Regions from separate parts of the Gossypium hirsutum genome. Here region 2 is linked to region 1. Evidence: chromatin contacts called from public Hi-C data. All regions are on one chromosome and are shown on one strand. The core of a region is the stretch at or near the end of the contact, and the rest is flanking DNA. Distances in the headings are between cores, read along the strand shown.

Evidence for each region. A called contact is a pair of places that touch in the nucleus more often than the background predicts.
Region 2: a Hi-C map of fibers shows a contact between it and region 1, with 2.7 times the contacts expected there. The contact joins the enhancer-like site here to the promoter of LOC107960339 in region 1. A contact is called at or near these places in 6 of 34 Hi-C or Micro-C datasets (anther, fibers, hypocotyl and 1 more).

What each region holds. Positions count from the first base shown.
Region 1 is chrA05:82,048,306-82,052,738 of Gossypium_hirsutum_v2.1, reverse strand. It overlaps LOC107960339, which reads left to right and starts at 1,927. Exons shown (of 5, transcript XM_041112521.1): 1 at 1,927-2,353; 2 at 2,442-2,482; 3 at 2,575-2,643; 4 at 2,793-3,901; 5 at 4,000-4,433. The coding sequence starts at 2,320. The coding sequence ends at 3,017.
Region 2 is chrA05:82,117,093-82,121,525 of Gossypium_hirsutum_v2.1, reverse strand. It overlaps the pseudogene LOC107957161. Among protein-coding and RNA genes, the nearest start is that of LOC107961159, 12 kb to the left of the region's middle. Within about 2 kb of position 1,740, at least 1 of the 9 cell types and tissues checked has an H3K27ac peak or open chromatin away from gene starts, as enhancers often do. A contact at or near this core is called in fibers, where this site is marked.

The DNA of each region.
Region 1 (4,433 bases), core at 678-3,177:
ATCTTAAACAATTGTCCACTTAACAAAGTCATTAGACCAAATTCCAATATAATAATATAATTAACTTGTAAATATTAATTAATAATATTTACAGACTCAATCTTCGGAGAACGGAGTTTCAAAACCACCATTTCTGATACCACTGAAAATTGTGTTATTACAAGTCCTTTTGTTAGCTCAACATAAGCCTTTACGGATTGCATTTGGAATCGATACTTTGAATGAATGAAAACGATGAAAAGAAGAATAGATTACATGTAATTACTATCCATGGTAAATGAATTTTCTCGAAAAGGAACAAGAGATTATCACTTAGGAATTAATTTTTTTTTTTGAATTACTGTTTATTTGATTGTAATTAAATAATCAAAGTTCAAAGTGAAAATTATATAAATGATTCATCAAAGTTTTATGGAAGGATACAATTATATTTATTTACTCATAGATTCTAGTACAGTAAAGTCAAGATGATTTTAACGGAATTAAGATTGAGTTGAGAAAATGATTTAATTGAGTGAAATAATTAAATTTATTTTAATTAATTAATTAATAATTTTGGAATAGAAAATTGGTTATTAGGTTGGATAAATTATATGAGTTGGTTTCAATATTAGATAACACATTGTACCTGATATATTAAAGTCCTAACTAGCCCATTAGTATAAGGGGTGAGCTACACGCTGGCTTTTCCTAAAGGGGCTTTCTGCCATCTAATGTAATCCCAATGAGACTCAATGTTTTCTATCAGAATATTATTATTTTGTCTCTTCTTGTTCAAGTAAAACTCTAGTAATTTTTCCCTATATACAAAGAGTATGTGTTAAGTCAAAGATGAACGTCGTTGAGGGTATTTACTCTACTGGAAAATAGTGAGATTTACTTTTCCCAAATAAATTCTATTTTTGTAAGAACTCGAGTTAAGTTTCTTGTCTATAAAGATAATTAACTTTCCCCATTGGAAAGTGGAATTATTTATTGTGCATTCAGTTTGTGAATTAGAGCCCACTCTTTAAGCAAATTGAGGGATCGAGAATAACGGAGGAGATCATGTTGGTTGAAAGCCAAGAACTGATAAGTCTTGTTAAGTAAAAAAAACACATGTAATAACTTAGTGAAGTTTATTGCTATAAATATTAAAAAGGACTCGACTTTTAAAAAAAGTTAAATTTTCGATGTGCAAACATACATGCTTTCTAAATCGATTTTCCTAACAAGTGTTTCATGACTTGAGTTCAACCTGGATATTATAGAAAATGAGATATACTACACAATAATATTATCACAAAAAGGTTATGTTGGACAATTACTTCCCATAACTTGAGTAGTAGTAATGCATTTTTAGATGTCACTCACTGTTTGTAATATTAAAAATATTTTAGTATTATATCCAATGTTACGAGATCCTACCAGATCACACCTTATGGTTGGAACAATCGAAATTCGAAGAAAATTGAGATTATATCTATCACACAAGTTAAATTAATTATAAAATATTATTATAATTAATTTAATTTGATCAAGTTAAAATTAAACACAGTGTATGCATATAGATGGAGGACCCAATTAAAATAATATAAAATGTATTTATGTTTCACATTATTTTAATTGGGTAAATCTTCTTTACTGAATTTATTGAGTATTTAGTATATTGCAATTAAGGAGTCTTTTAAGATTTAAAAATAAATTAATTTCACATTTTTATTTTAAATTCCTAAAATACCTCTATATGATTATGGCTATTCAAAAAGACATTTTGAATAAAAGGCAAATGTATCGTCCCTCCTTTCATTTTTACCTGAAACTCTTACACCATATTTGGTTCAATGTAATAGCTATACAACCCTATTCTGTGGGCCCACCCTAAACACCTGTTTAGTTTAATGAAATGTCCTATTACGGGCTTATTCCATTACGGGCCTATGCAGTAAAATTGTCTGATTTCTATTTTGTTTCCTCACCACCGATTACTGATTCGGTGTCTAAGGAGACCTTCACCACAAAAATTCTCCCCACTTTGCCCTCTCTCATTTTCTCACCTGAAACGCTCTCCACTTTCTCCCTCAGTTCCTCCATATTCCTCTCTTCCAATTTTTTTGCCCTCTTTTTTCTGCTTTCTTTTTCTTTCTCTCAATAGATTTTGTCTTTTCCTCTCTTTCATTTCTTTTTCTTGATCTATAAAATTCCATCGATTGTTGGAAAGAGCAAGAGGGTTCTTGAGGGGGAATTGAAATCTAAATCGAAAATCAAAAATGCTAACGGTAAACCGAGTGATAAACCGGGCACGAGCTTCGATTTCAAATTGTCAATACCTCCTAAGTCATGACCCAAAGATTTCTTCTTCGATATTTACAAGGCAATTCCTCCATCTCCCCTTTTTTAACTCTAAAATATTTGATTTTTTAAGTTATAGTTCTTTTTAACTTTTTATCTTGTGTGTGTAGCTTGCAAGCAAGGAAAAAATGGAGAAAGAACGAGCAAGACTGTAAGTTTAAGCTTAGTTTGTTTATTGAAATTTTTTTATGTGCTCTTTTTTCCATGAAATTTAATATAAATAATTGTTTTAATTTGATTTAGGGCAGTGCTGATGAATTGAATAGAGGATATTTTGATGATATGTCTGAGCTAAAACAACACGGTGGTAAGGTATTAACTGATTTGTTCTTTTTATATACATATAGGCTATATTATTTGCAAATATATTCAAATTAGTTGAATTGCAACTGATTTCTGAGTAAAATTAATGTTACTTTCTGTAAACATTTTAATTGTTAGTTTTTTTTCTTTTCTTGCAGATTGCACGGGAAAATAAGATTCTAATTCTTGGAATTGCAGCAAGGAAGTTTCCTGCCATGGATGTTATATATTCTGATGGTAGAAAATCAAAGCTGCCGATTGTTTTTGATGCAAGTGGCATTGATACTAGCAAGTTGGCTGTCCCTGAAGCATCTTTAGTCTGTCTATCATTTAGAGCAAACTCTCAGGTATGGTTTCCTTTTTCTTTGTTTGTTTTGGATTAAATTTATGTATTTCTCAATGATGTTATAAATCTTCCATTTTTATATGATAAGAGAATGTTGAATAGATAGTGCATTGCTTTAAAATTATGATAAGAGGCATATCGGCAACTCTATGGCAATGGAGGGGTTAGCACTAAATTGCAATCATGAAAATAAAAAAAACATGAGAAACAAAAGATGTTGTTGGTTTGCTAACTTTTCTTTTCTCTTGTTTTTGGTTATTGTTGTTGATGATGCATTTTAACTTCTTTTCCTTGTCAGGCTATGGTCGATTCTTGAAGCAAGCCTTTTTATGACGCCCTTTAGTGAGTCCAAGAGCGTGCAACTATAGAGGATCTATATTTTTTCTATTTAACTTTTCATTCCTTTTTAGCATGTGTGGTGAATCAACGATTCTCAGTTTTCTATTGCTAGAAAGAACTTATAGTTACATGCATCTGTAGTCAATAATAATAACAAACAAATAAAACAGCGAACAAGAATAGAAGATAACCATGCTGGTATGACTTAAGATTTATGACCGTCCTAGTTGAGCTTATAGCTTATCAGATCAGCCTATAATTAATAATGTAGTTCTCCTTGTATTTACTGTATTTGAATGGAAATTCTTGGCAGCTGATTTTATGTTTTATATAAGTTATTTGTTAAAATAATCGTGTTTGGAAATTATTATGTATTGCTAAATGATAATATATTTTTTGTTATCAGGTACCTTTTATAGACTCTTAGCTCTTATGCTTGAATCCCATTAAATGACTGCTTCTTCAATTTATGAGGAAATCTAGTGATGGAGCGAAGGATGCTCTTCAGAGGCATATTGTTTATTCATTTGGTGATCATTATTACTTCAGAAAGGAACTTAAGATTCTGAACCTTCTAACTGGGTAATCAAAAGTTTCTTATATCCTAATCAATAACATAACTAATATTCATACAGTTCTATTTTGTTAGTCTGAGAAGATGCTTTTTCACTTGTTTGAAGGTACATTTTCTTGCTTGACAAATTTGGTAGAATAAGATGGTAGGGCTTTGGTTTGGCAAAGCAAGGAGAGTTGTCATCGCTTTTTTATTGCACGAAAGTTATTCTGGAGGAAAAATAGGTAGCCTGGCATTTTTTAGGTACCGTATTATCTTAATGGGTTAATCTCCATTTTTGCATTCAAGGGATACTAGTGTCAAATGAAAATAATGATGTGCTTTGTTGGAAACATGGTCCTGTTTGTTGTTTTCTTTTAGATTTCTGCAACCAAGCAAAGCCTTAGGTTTTCCATTTTGGGTGAGCGAGTGGAAAAGTAAAGAAGTATCCTTATGCTAGTGTCAGTTTTATTTCAACTTCACTTTCTTGTATTCTAGTTTTGTGTCAAACTTAATTTATATGACTATCAATATCCCATTGATATTCCTTGCGGATACTTT
Region 2 (4,433 bases), core at 491-2,990, 69 kb before region 1:
TTCATACTCAACGTACTGTTTGTTTTCGTGGGCAAGATAAGTTAAAGTCAGATTGTTGGATCAGCATCCCAGGCCAATCCCGAACTCTAAGTGGAATATATTATTTATTGGTAATGGCATGTACCTAGGATATCATATTCATATGAGTGTCACTTTGAATTATGAACGTAAAGGTGAAATAAGTAAATTTTAGATTTGGTAATGGTATATGGTAGGAATTAGCTTAATTAGTATGAATTTGAACTATTTGAAAATGTATGTGAAATACTGAAAATGATTCATCATATAGGCACATAAAATATCTAATTTGACATGTTTTGAGTAGGTTTAAATGAGATTTAAAGTAATTGAATGAATGGTTATTGGAATATTTGGTATATTAAGTTGTAGGGCTGGTAAATTTGTTGTTTAAGACTCATTTTGAGTCCACAGTCTAGCACACGAGCGTGTGGATTGGCTGTGTGAAAATTGCACAATAATAATTTCAAGTCAGAAAGTTACAAGGGCTCTTGACAAGGCCATGTAACCTAGCAACATGGCCGTGTGAACTAGTGGCACTGCCGTGTGAGTCACACGGGCAATCCACACAGGTGTATGGGTATTGTTCATAAGGAAAATTTTGAAATTTTGAGAAAAATTAGTAGTGATTTTAAATTAGTCCCGAATTGATTTTACTGTTCATATTGGGCTTCGAGGGCCCATTAAAGGGACGATATATTAAATTTATGATAAGTGTCAACAATTATTTTAATTAATGACCGTAATTGAACTGTATTGACTGGTAATGCCCCGTAATCCTGTTCTGGGGACGGATAAGGGTTAGGGGGTGTTACACGCTTCACGGTTCGCCTCCCCCCACGTCTACGACTCGCCATCCCCCTGTCCGCCTAATGACTACAGCTCGTCATCACCTTTTTCGTACCACTCTACTCCCAGCTCGCCACTCTACTCCCAGCTCGCCACTTTCCCCCAGCTTGCTAGTTCGGCTGGTAGCTGATCCGCAATTCGCCACTTCCCTATTTTTCGACTAGTCAGTTCGCCACTCTCTAGCTTCACCTCCTAGCTCATTGTTCCTCTGAGGTTATGTGTCAAACCTAGAGAGGTAACGTGTCATTGTGCATGACACCTAGTTATCCCCTAACATGTCCCATTAAAGAACCATGCCTTATAAATATAAAGATAACTTCCATGAGAGAGGGATGAAAGAAAAAAGCCCTCAACAAAACCATTTCCTAGTTCTTTTTTTCTTTATGCAGTTTTATTTATAAGCAATCATATTTGCATTTGTATTTATTTTTCTTCATTAATAATAAACTTTTGTGAAAAAATTTCATTAGTTAAATAATTAGTAATTTATTTTTTGACCCGTGCATGGGAGAATTTATAACTTTCCCCCTACTTATTTTGCCACCATTCTATTACGATTCCTATTCATATTCCTATCCAAGCAAATAAAAGTATTTAAATTTATTCAAAACTGAAAAATCTGTTGAAAACGAAACAGGAAAAAGAGGGAAAAAAACCGAAAAACGGAATTTTGGTTGAAATTGCATAAAAAAAAGTCACCCCCGCCATTTCCACCACCATGGCCAACCATCACCGTTCCAATTCTCTGCCCCCTTCCACCCATTCCTTCCTTTCCAAGCTCCTCCTCTTCCTAACAATCCTCTCTCTCGCGTTATCTGCCATAGCCTTCGTTCTCCAGTGGCGCGGTGGGAGTGTATCTGATCCCACCACCGTCACTTCCCGATGGGCCCCTCGTGGTTCCCGCCGCGAGGTCTTCCCTGGAATGGAGACTTCATCATCTCTTCCCCCCAAATACAATCATTCTTCTAATTGTATCAATCTTGGTCGTAGCTCTTCACCTTCTTTCCCCTACTACAGGGACTGGAAATTTGGTTTTGAAGATAGTTTAAAGCCAAAGGTACGGCTTTTTCTTCTTTTTCTTCTTCTTATTCTTTTCCCTGAATGATCTGAATTGATCCTGCTTCTGGGACTGATACTTGTTCGATATTGCTTAACCATGGTGTTTTTGGCTTGGGATTTTGTTGAATTCTCCAATTTCGGCTTTGATCCATTTCTGTGCTTCAGATTCTGTATCAAACTTATTATTATCATTCAATCATTGAATTCCAGTTTTTTCTCTTTTGATGCGTAAATTGAATCTTTCTCCCAATTAACATGTTCGATTTTTTTTAAAATTTCTTTATAATGTACTTCTTTTATCAAGAGATTTTCTTTTTCATTAAATCAGTTTTCTCGTAAGCACACATAAATCCGTTATATGTTCCTACCATCTCTTCTATGTTAGTCTAGTTTTCGTTCAGAAGCAATTAGTGTGATTCTTTGAGCCTTAGGTTGTTTTGCTTCTCATATAGCAGATTTGTATTACAACAAGTACATCAGCCGGGTTGGCGCAGATTTTACCATGGATGTTTTATCATAAGGTTATTGGAGTCAGAACCTTTTACCTCTTTGTCGAAGGACACGCAGCATCTCCCAATGTTTCCAGAGTTTTGGAATCTATTCCTGTGAGTTTATGAAGCCTTTGGCTTCCTTTGATTTAATTTTTGCTCTGTATTTCATTTATAAGTTGAAGTTTCAATTGATTTTCCTCCGCTTGTTTTTCTGAATTACTTATGAAATAAGTTTTATGTTGTTGTTCTTTAGGGAGTCAAAGTTATATATCGAACAAAGGAGCTTGAGGAGCAGCAAGCTAAAAGGTCAATTACCATTATCCTTTTGGTGATTGAAATAAATCTCTTGGATTCTAAAGCTTAAGCGAATGTATGCTTGTCCCCAATGTTTCTTCCTAGTGTTTTGTTTGACAAGTACTTTAGCTGAATGTGGAGGCTACTGGTCATAATTTGTTCTTTTTTTTCTGTGCTTTTATTTCATGCTTGTTTAATTATTTCTTTAGCTGAAAGCAAGGTTGTTCTCAATGTTTCTTCCTACTATTTTTTTAACTAATACCTTTGCTGAATGTGAAGTCTACCAGTGATAAATTGTCTTTATTTTGCATTTATTCCATGCTTTCTTTCATTATATTTGTTCACATGCAAATATCCATCATCTGTTGCTTTTCTGGTTCTTTAGGGACAAGTCCCATTCACATTTTGTTAAAATGGTTGTGTTTTAGCACTTTACATTTAGAGTTTGCTTGCTTAATCTTTATTATTTTCGCATTTTTTTTGTGGTTTTCAGCCGGATCTGGAATGAAACATGGCTTTCAAGTTTCTTTTACAAGCCTTGCAATTATGAGCTATTTGTAAAGCAGTCTCTCAATATGGAAAATGCCATTTTCATGGCAAGGGTATGCTCTGTGGATGGTTCTGTTTTCATGAATTGATATTCCTTTTTTCTTTTTGCAACTGACATCAAAGTTATCTCTTGTCCTTATTTTTACTATGCTTATTCTTTTTTCTTTTTGAAATATAAGGATGCTGGAATGGACTGGATAATTCATCTTGATACTGATGAATTAATATACCCAGCAGGTGCAAGTGAATATTCTTTGAGGCAGGTGCTACTAGATTTGCCTAGCGATGTTGATTTGGTTGTATTTCCAAACTATGTGAGTGGCATTATATTCATTAGTAAGAAAGGAAACTTGGAATTCTTGGTTATAATTGTATATACTTTTATTCATTTGGAATCCAGTCCTGTTATGTTTGATAGTGAATTTTTCTCCCTTTTGAATAGGAGAGCAGTGTTGAGCGAGATGATATAAAGGATCCTTCCGGTGAGGTAAAATTTCACTAGTCCTTTTTTCCTTGCTTTTCTTTAGTTCAGTAAATTGATGACTGAATGGAGTTTGGCACTTGGCTTAGTTTTGTATCCATGCAAACAGGTGTCAATGTTCAAGAAGAACTATGACCATCTTCCAAAGGAAACATATTTTGGCTTGTATAAAGAAGCAACTGGTGGTAACCCAAACTACTTCTTGACTTATGGGAATGGAAAAGAAGCTGCACGTGTTCAGGATGAGCTTCGTCCAAATGGTGCTCATAGATGGCACAATTATATGAAAACTCCAAAGTATGGTGACTCTGTACTAATGGAAAATCATGATCAAATAACTTGATGCAATATTAGCATCACAAATACATTTCTCATAAATTCTTATGTAATTCAATATACTTTGCATATCCGGGTAAAGGGTGGATAAGGATAAAGGATTTTGGGGGCATTAGGGATGGGGATGGGATGGGTGCAGCTGGTCATTGATAGTAGACAAAGTTTTATGTTGGTTTCATATCATTGATATACATATTGGGAACTGAAACTAATAGACTTGTGAGAATGATAGTTGCTTTTATTCACTGTCATTCTCTGTTTGGCTGTACATACACATGACAACTCTGAACATAATTATGCTTTGTACAATTTTTGTTTTTAAGTGAAATCAAATTGGACAACGCTGCTGTTCTACA